Linked DNA regions of Ovis aries: region 2 is linked to region 1. The links are chromatin contacts, called in public Hi-C maps. All regions are on one chromosome and are shown on one strand. Each heading gives the region's core, a stretch centred on a gene start, on an enhancer-like site or on the middle of the called end of the contact. The rest is flanking DNA. Distances are from core to core; before and after follow the strand shown. Region 1 holds the start of ROBO2 (roundabout guidance receptor 2). Region 2 overlaps ROBO2 (roundabout guidance receptor 2).

Region 1 (4,441 bases), core at 1,162-3,661:
ATTATAGATATTATCATGGTATAATCCAAAGTGATTAATTCCTATGCATCTACAACTTAGAAGGGAAAAAAAAAAAAAAGGCAATGTGTCCACATGAATGCCTTGCCTACTATCGCTGGGGGGCATAGGCACTCCTGTAGTCCAGGATAGGAAACAGCCACTTGACAGTAAGCAAACTCATCTGTATTGCCTAATGTTTATAGACAGGCTTCCTTTTTGAGTCTGATACATAGCTCTCTGGACAGCAGCAGCAGCTGCCAGGAACAAAGTTAGCTTCTACAGGCGAGCAAAAATAGTCAGTGTCCCAAACAATGACTTCGTTCACCATGCAAATTCTGGAAGAAAGTTGATGTAGCAACAAGCTACTATGATGGCTCAAGCATCTGGGCCAATACACCTCAGATTTTTCATACGTACAGTCATTAAAGACCTAAAGTATGACAATCCACACAGGCAGGCAAAAAATATCATGCTCTAATCTCTTTTAGATCAATTCTGTCCAGGGATGTGAAAATTGAAGTCCCTAGAAGGTGAACACCAATTGTTCTTTTGACATTCTTCTTTGGAACAAACAGAAAAACTGCCTTAATGATTACTTCCACTCCTCATTCAAAAGAGCTACAAAAAAGGATTTTGCAATCCTCCCACAGGAAACTGACATCCTGTGAAACTATCTGAAGAAACCAAATCCGAACAAAAGACAGGAGAAGCAGAGAGAGAGAATGCTGTCTGCTTGACAGACTGACTTAACCTAGAGGGAGACACCTAGAGCACCTGTTTCAGATCCCCATTGTGTCTGCCACTGGGGACTGATTTGAGTGTTCTGAGCCCCAGGGCCAGCCCACAGCTTCTGCTTCCCCCTTCCTGGAGCCTCGCCCAGTCTTACTTTTGACAGTTTTTTCCCTATGATCTAAATCTTCATTCTGCTATCCTCCCAGGAGAACACTCATCAACACACAGGTGATAACACATTGATTCGAGTTACCTGTGTCTCAAATTCCTAACCCACTGAACCTTCATGGGGTGTCTATGACTTACTAAGAATCTCTAAACCAAAGTTCAGATAGAAGAACCAACCAACCCCAAAGGGAGAGCAAGCCTCAGACTATTAGACTGGTTAAAGAGACTGACTTTCATATTTCTTTTTTCTATCAAAACTGAGAGCCCATCATTTATTACCCAACTCTTAATTAATTAATTACAACAATAGGTGAGTCCTAACACGTTCCACTTGCAGCGGTTTAGAAACAAAAGACTTAAAACCTCTGCTCCCCCAAAGCTCCCATGCCTGGCCAAAAGGGACCGACAGATACAATGTCATTTTTATTTACAGCCCAGATCCGACTCAGAGAAATGTTTCTAGGGGGTGAGGAACAAGATAAAAGCATTTTAACTTACCATCAACCCGAACATATAAAAATCCACAGAGCAGTAGTTGTGTAAACATCAGCCGACTCATTTTGACATATTAAAAAGGATCCGGATTGCTTAAGAAACCAATCCCAGAGAGCAAAAAGTACAAAAATAAGTATCAAAAAAAGAGGTAGGTCCAAAGTTTAGACTCTTCGTAGATGCTAATTAAAGTCGAGAAGAGCAAATGGCAAGATCAGAAGGGGAGAGTGGCGAGGTGTTGAGGGGCGCACATTTGGATCCATCCAAATTAACCGAGGGCGCGTCAAAGGCTGCTGTATTTCCACACTCTGGCTTCCTAAATTCCCACGAATTCAGCCCAGCCGGAGGGGTTATTCAAGTGTGTCTAACCCGCTCTCCTCAGGCTCCATGGCACTCCAAAGCCAAGTTCTTTCTTCAGAAGTCAAGAAGATGAAGGGGGGTCGGGGAAGGGAAAAGACCTAATTCCTAGAAAGTGTTGCACAAACTTGCCAGCGCGCTGCCGAAAAAAAACATTGGCTTGCCCACTGGTTTCCTTTCCCCCGGCGTCCGTCTCGGTGGCCGCTCCACGTCCCGAGTTTTTTCACTTAACTTCCATAATAAGGATGTGTCAGAGCACCACTTTGCAGGCGGGCCGACTTGGCCAGCCTCTCCTCCGCCACCTCGTTGCCTCCCTCCACCTCTCGCGTCTCCAAAAGAGAGGCAAAGGGAAATCGAGACGAGTCGGGTGGAGAATCCGAACTCCTACGTGGTGGGGCTGCAGGGAGAGAGGAGAGGAAGCAGCGAGGGAGGGGAGGGGCAGGGCTGGGGCTGCGGCCACCCCGCGCGGTGCCGCCTCCGAGCGCCCGCGAGCCCGGGCGGCGGCGGGCGGGAGCGGAGCGGGGCGGGTGAGTCCCGGGAGCCCAGGCGCGGGAGAGCGAGGGAGCGAGCGCGCGGTCCAGCCGCCCGTCCCCTGGTCCGGCCTCCGCTACTCCCGCGGCCCCGCAGCAGAGCGTCCGCCTCCTCCTGCAGCTGCCGCGGGTGGAAGGACTTAGAGGAGGGAAGGCGAGGAGGCGGGAGGGGAGGGGAGGAATGAAAGCTGCTTGGAGTCTGCCCGGGGGAGGGGAGGGAGCGCGGGTGATGAGGGGGTGCTCCGAGCCTGCACCTCCACGCTCTGCCACCCGCCTGCACAGGGGGACGGCCGCCCGCTGGGCAAAAGGGCCAGGGAAAGCTGGGAAGCCCAGAGTCCTAGCGGGACGGAAATTAACAAATTCGGAGCCGAGGCCACCGGTCCACTCCTTCCCCTTCCCTGCGCCGCCCCGTCCCCACCTCCTTCCCGCCTCAGGAGGGGATAGGTGGGCTCTAGCCTCCTGCTCCTCGCCGCGTCCGGTTTAATGGGCAGGTAATTTTCTCGGTGAGTGATTTCATGGAAGCGCTTCCTAATTATTCATCCCTCCAGACTGCCGGAGATGCACGCGCTTTCTGGAAAAAGATCATCCTCCCGGACCTAGGGCGCAGCCTCATTACCGGTTAAAATCACACAAACATTCACTGTTCACCTTTTAGCAGAATGAGAAGCTGAGCGGGAGGGAAGAAAGGAAAGGTAACAATATAACCACCTTTTGGAGCGGAAAGGTTGTGTGGGGTGCTCTCTCCGTCATTAAAAAGGCGCAAGAAAGAATCCGGGTGTGGGGCGAGTGGGGGTCGACAGAAATCTCTAGTCTCTCCTGACCTGTTTTAGCCAAGATCTACGACCCCCTGAGGAATGCCCGGGGGAGGGGGAAGGGTGATATCCCCTCTTCTGTTTGTTACTCAGTTGCTTTATGTCCCCTCAAAGATGAGTTTGACGTGGGATGGAGGGATGCTAGGGAGTTCAGCAGAAAACGCCTGGGATGGAGAGAAGAGGGGATCAGCGGGACGGGGGAGGTACCCGAAGTCCTCACCCTCCAGAGAGTAGTATCTCTGAAAGGAAATTCGGAAAATACAGCATCAGGGAAAGCTGAAAACCCAACTGAGCTAACGAAGCTCAAAAACAGTCAAATTCCAGCTCAGAGATGAGAAAATCCTGAAAATGAAGGTAGAAACCACCAACTGAATGCCATTCAGGACCGGAATGATTAAGGCAGGCCACGTTAGATCAAAGAGGCCCTAGTGTCTGCGGAGCCGCCGGTGTGGCCGTGTGGGCCGGCCCACGTGTGATCAGAGGCTCGCTGGTAAGCTGTTTGATGCTTGTTCCGATGATTACAAGGCGGGTTATACGAACTCACGCAGGTTCCCGAGGCGAGTTAAAAGCTGGATGGTGAATCTTTAGTTCCCTCTACTGGAAAACGTTAGCAAAGATTCTGTCTGTGGCCTTGTGAAGCAGTTTGAAGAAGAGCCTTTGTTTGGTGGTACATTTTGGGTTTGCCACTCAGGTTAGCTCTCCCTTACCTATTACGGATGTGAAAGTATGTGTTTCCAAAAAAAAAAAAAAAAAAAAAAACCAGTGACACTCAAGTAATTTGGAGAGTTTTTATGGCATCTCTGCATGCTTGACAATTATGGTAATGAAATAGTCTTGCAAAAGAATAAAACAAGCCACTTTTCTTGTGAAGCATTAAGAGTAATTTCAGCACACTTTTGATATACATTATTTGGTTGCTTTTTTTTTTTTAAAGTGCATTAGTGTGCTTAAGTTAAATAACTTGAATTTTCACAGTGATGATTCTGAATGTATTATTCTTTTACCTCTCTATGAAAAAAAAAAAAAAAAGGGTGGGGATGGGAGAGGAAAACTAGACAAGTTAGCATGCTTTATTTTTCCCCAAAGGGCCAAGTCTAACTTAAATGATATGGTCATGGGAATCCTCAGAATTCACTGGATTAATATTTCTCTTGTCTATTGTTAATATTTCCAAATAATTGATAGCTTTGAATTTTTCATTTTAAACATTCTAACTAGATTTAAAGTCAGGAATTAAAAAGTCTACTTCATTCCTCCAAATAATGTGCCGCCGCCACCACCACCCATCCCCAATCTCTATCAGAAAGGAGTCAAATTTCCTTTCTGTTATTGTTTAGTTGCTAAGTCCAA
Region 2 (4,091 bases), core at 708-3,207, 220 kb before region 1:
TTCCAATTTTAAAAAAAAATTCAGCAACAGTAATATCTTTCTGAGATATCTGGTTTTACTTAAAATTCTTTAAAATATTATGGTTCCATTTAAATCCTAACATGTTATGATTCTATTTTTTTTAAAAAAGTCTCATTGTAGTAAACATCAGCTTGAAAGAAAGCAGCAGCAAATGGCAGAGTTTTCTCCTCACCCTAGATGAGAATCAGAAACCCCACTTGTTTGCCACAGTTTCTCTGTAGTCTCCATTGTATTCACACAGCCTCATCCTACGGAGAGTTGAGTTAAATGAGTCAGTATGTTAATTATGTGCTCTGGGAGCACAAAGAAGAAATAAAGAAGTTATTACCTTCCCAAGTTTTTCAGGTAATGAGACCCACTTCTGGAGATATGTGGCATTCTACCAGAATCTATCATGAGAATGAGCTTGGCAGTAAAATGCACAGAACTAATTTTTTAATGAAAATCCTCTACAGATTCTCTGAGTTGAATCCACCTGACAAATGTCACTGGGCAATGTCATTACCAGTTAACCAGCACAGGCCTTTAGAACAGATGGTGGAGCGGTGCCTTTTCATAAGTCAGGCTGGCTAATTTCAGCCACCCCCCCATCCCCTGAAAGTAAAATAAAATAAAATTGGCTCCATGTCACTCAGACATGACAGTACTTTGGATTTCTCCCCCATGATGTTTTTTAGCCTTGAGGCAGATATGACAGGCGCCTTATTAAATTCCAAAAATAAATGTGGAGCAAGGAGGCAGTGCATTCCAATGAGACATCCAACTTGTTAAAATGCAACATGCATAAAACTTGGTTCATTTTATTTTTAGCCATCATCTTCATCATTTTAAATCAAAATGGAAATATAATATTTGTTACCATAATCTAAGTAAAATTAGTACAGAGACCTGTTATTTTTTTTATAAAAATTAGCTATTCATTTGTTCACATGTACTTAAGTTGGAATTTCCCCAAAATATCGCCATCAATATCTAGAAATAGGCTAAGAAGCAAAGAGATTTACCGAAGATTTCTCACTCTATATTTTAGCATCCCCCACACATCTCCTAACATTTCCTTGGACAGATTCAAGGATATTTATGGATCCCTGCCTTTGTGCATGCTGTACATTTTCCTATCTGTATTTTTGTCTCTCAAACTATTACAATCCTACTTGGGTCCAACAGTTTGATTTTCACCATCTTTTCCTGACATCTACCCTCTTTCCTCAAATGATTATAAATAAACACTCCTCCTGATTTCTTATAATATGCGTCTTGTTTGTCTACTTTGCACTCAATTCATTTATTTATTTATTCTGCTTCATGTGTTAAAATAAAGGTCCTCCATTAGAAACATATTTCTTCTCCTAGAAGCTCCTATGTATCCTTACATAACCTATGGCATCTAGCTTGAGGCATGATACATACCAGGGATTCAATAAATGTTAAAAAGAAATGAACAGGACCAACTGCAAACATCATAATGATATAATCACTGTTATTTCTTCATTGTCTTACTATCATGACTCCAAGAAATCTGAACAATTGATCCCAAGAAGCAACCCAATCTTTAAGTCCCAATATGTGTATATTGTGTACTATAAACACAACAGAATTTCTGCGTCTGGTCCTTATCTTCAAAAAGCTTTAAGGCTGAGTGCAGGGACCAGGGGTTTCCCCAGTGGTTCAGCTGTAAAGAATCTGCCTACAATGTAGTAGACACAATTTTGATCCCTGGGTTGGGAAGATCCTCTGGAAGAGGACATGGCAACCCACCCCAGTATTCTTGCCTGGAAAATCCCATGGACAGAGGAGCCTGGTGGGTTACAGTTCGTAAAGTCACAAAGAGTCAGACATGACTGAAGCAACATAGCAAGCATGCACACAAGGACCAGGCTTTGAGACCTCTTGGGATATCTCTGTGACTCACTCCTTACCAGCATTTGCCCCGGGATTAATCATATCTAAAGTATTTTAATGAATCATTTAATATTAAAACATTCCTATCAAGGAGGCAATACTACCCCAGTGTGACATAACAGAAATCAGAGATTCAGAGAATTGAAATTACTTGTGGGAGGTCACCTGCCTGCCAAGAAATGACAATACTGAGGTTCATGGTTGTGTATGTTAATAACAAGATCCATGCACTTCACATGCTTCAATGATTCCACAGTTTCACAAGCATAAATCCATGTCCCAAGGAATCTGAGGAGACTGTACTAGCAAATCCATGATACTGTACCCAGAATATTCAACCCATTTTACCCAGGTGATTTTTTCCTAACCTCTAAGGAAGGGACCCAGTTTCCACGCCCAGGTCCAGGGAGCTCTGATAGGACCCCCTCCATCTAGACCACTGTGCTCCCATGGATACTTCTAAGGCTTCCCTGGTGCTCAGAATAATCATCACTTTACTTAGTATCAGGGTACAGTTAGCAATCATGACCCAATAATGATTCAAGGTGCTAAAGTTTAGCTTATTTTTACTTCATTCTATTTCTCATGCAAGAAACAAATTAGCATTTTGCAATATGATCAGGTATAATCTGAAATGTTATGCAGACCATCATTATTTCTAGGAAAATATATAAGGTTAACACAAGATCATCAAAACAAGGAGAAGGGAATGACAGATAAGGAGACGGCTGGATGGTATCATTGACTCAATGGATGTAAGTTTGAGCAAACTCTGGGAGACAGTAAAGGGCAGAGGAGCCTGGCGTGCTGAAGTTCACAGGGTTGAAAGGAGTCAAACATGACTCAGCGATTTATCAACAACAAAAATCATAAAGATGGGAGGGGCATTCCTATAACTAAAATCCCTTCAGAGAGCTACTGTTGAAACATCCCAGGTCAGAAAGTTGACTAAGACAGGTTACAGCAGGTATTAGGGATCTAACTCTCTTCCTTTTTATCTTTCTATCTATCATCTCTCTCTTTCTATCTCTATAGTATTTTCCTTTGTCTTCCCTTGTTTGATTTCTTTAATTTAGTTAATTTCAAACCAGGTAATATCCTCAAATATTAAGGCACACTCTAATAGGCCATATATAACCTTCCACATTGAAGATCATATACAATTTGAAGGTCCTTCCTTACATATAAAATGAAGGCAAACCATAAAGATACTATCAGCCACTTTTTCCTCTTCCTTCAATGTGACTCTACATGTTCGACTACTTCCTTCTGTTCTCTTGTCTACATTTCTCCCTTTTCTGTTGAAGTTCAAGAAAGCTGTCTTAAGGGAGAACATTTGCTGTTTATACCACCCTCTTGTAAACAAGTCATGTCACTGTTGTCATGATGTTGTATTTATAATAGAGCTGGATGCAAAAGAAACTTCAACACACTAGAGAAAGTATTTTCAGTAGACTTCAATAGAGAGTATATTCTGTGTAACAATAGCATAAGCTAAGTGTCTGCTTTTCCACTAAATACCTTCCTACACCTTAGATTTAAGGTGCTTTATCTAAATAATCATGTTTCCTTTTCAAAGTCAGAGATGTGAAAGAAGACTCCATCCCACACACAAAAAAAGAAATTTTGCTTGCCAAAACTTTGGTTAGAAAACAAAGCCTTAGAGGAAAGAACCTCAATAGGGAAGAATATTGCTATCTCTTCAGTTATATGCCATGTTTTGCCTTTTGGTAACACTTTAACTTTTTAGAATCTATTATTTCTTCTCCTGACACAAATATAAATGCATCCAATCTTACTTGAAATGTGTGAATCTTTAACACTAACAACTGCTGCCAACTGCAATCCATAAGGCAATACATATTTCAGAATGTGAGTCTTCTCTTAGCATAAAAGTAAATCAAGATAAGTTGTTAAAAAAGCTTATTTCTCCCATGTTAACAAAATATCTACAAAGCAGATCACAGAATTGAGCTTGGTAAATGTCTGCTTATTACCAAATTTCCTGATTAAAAAAAAAAAAAAGACTGTTGTAAAGTCACTAAAATGGGCAAAGAGTCTGACTTTCAATTCCTTATGACTTGGTATTTTAGATTCCAATCACATAAAGCAAAGGCCTATACAAATGGGTGATCTATTTGTGATACTTAATTTGCTTCCTGGTATTG

Evidence for each region. A called contact is a pair of places that touch in the nucleus more often than the background predicts.
Region 2: a contact with region 1 is called in a Hi-C map of skin fibroblasts, with 1.9 times the contacts expected there. The contact joins the enhancer-like site here to the promoter of ROBO2 in region 1. A contact is called at or near these places in 3 of 16 Hi-C or Micro-C datasets (skin fibroblasts and tail adipose tissue).

Annotation. Positions count from the first base shown.
Region 1 is chr1:145,244,398-145,248,838 of ARS-UI_Ramb_v3.0, reverse strand. ROBO2 (roundabout guidance receptor 2) reads right to left here and starts at 2,411. Exons shown (of 26, transcript XM_060416435.1): 1 at 1,399-2,411. The coding sequence starts at 1,459.
Region 2 is chr1:145,461,582-145,465,672 of ARS-UI_Ramb_v3.0, reverse strand. All of the region lies in intron 2 of ROBO2 (roundabout guidance receptor 2), which reads right to left. Among named protein-coding and RNA genes, the nearest start is that of ROBO2, 220 kb to the right of the region's middle. Within about 2 kb of position 1,957, at least 1 of the 54 cell types and tissues checked has an H3K27ac peak or open chromatin away from gene starts, as enhancers often do.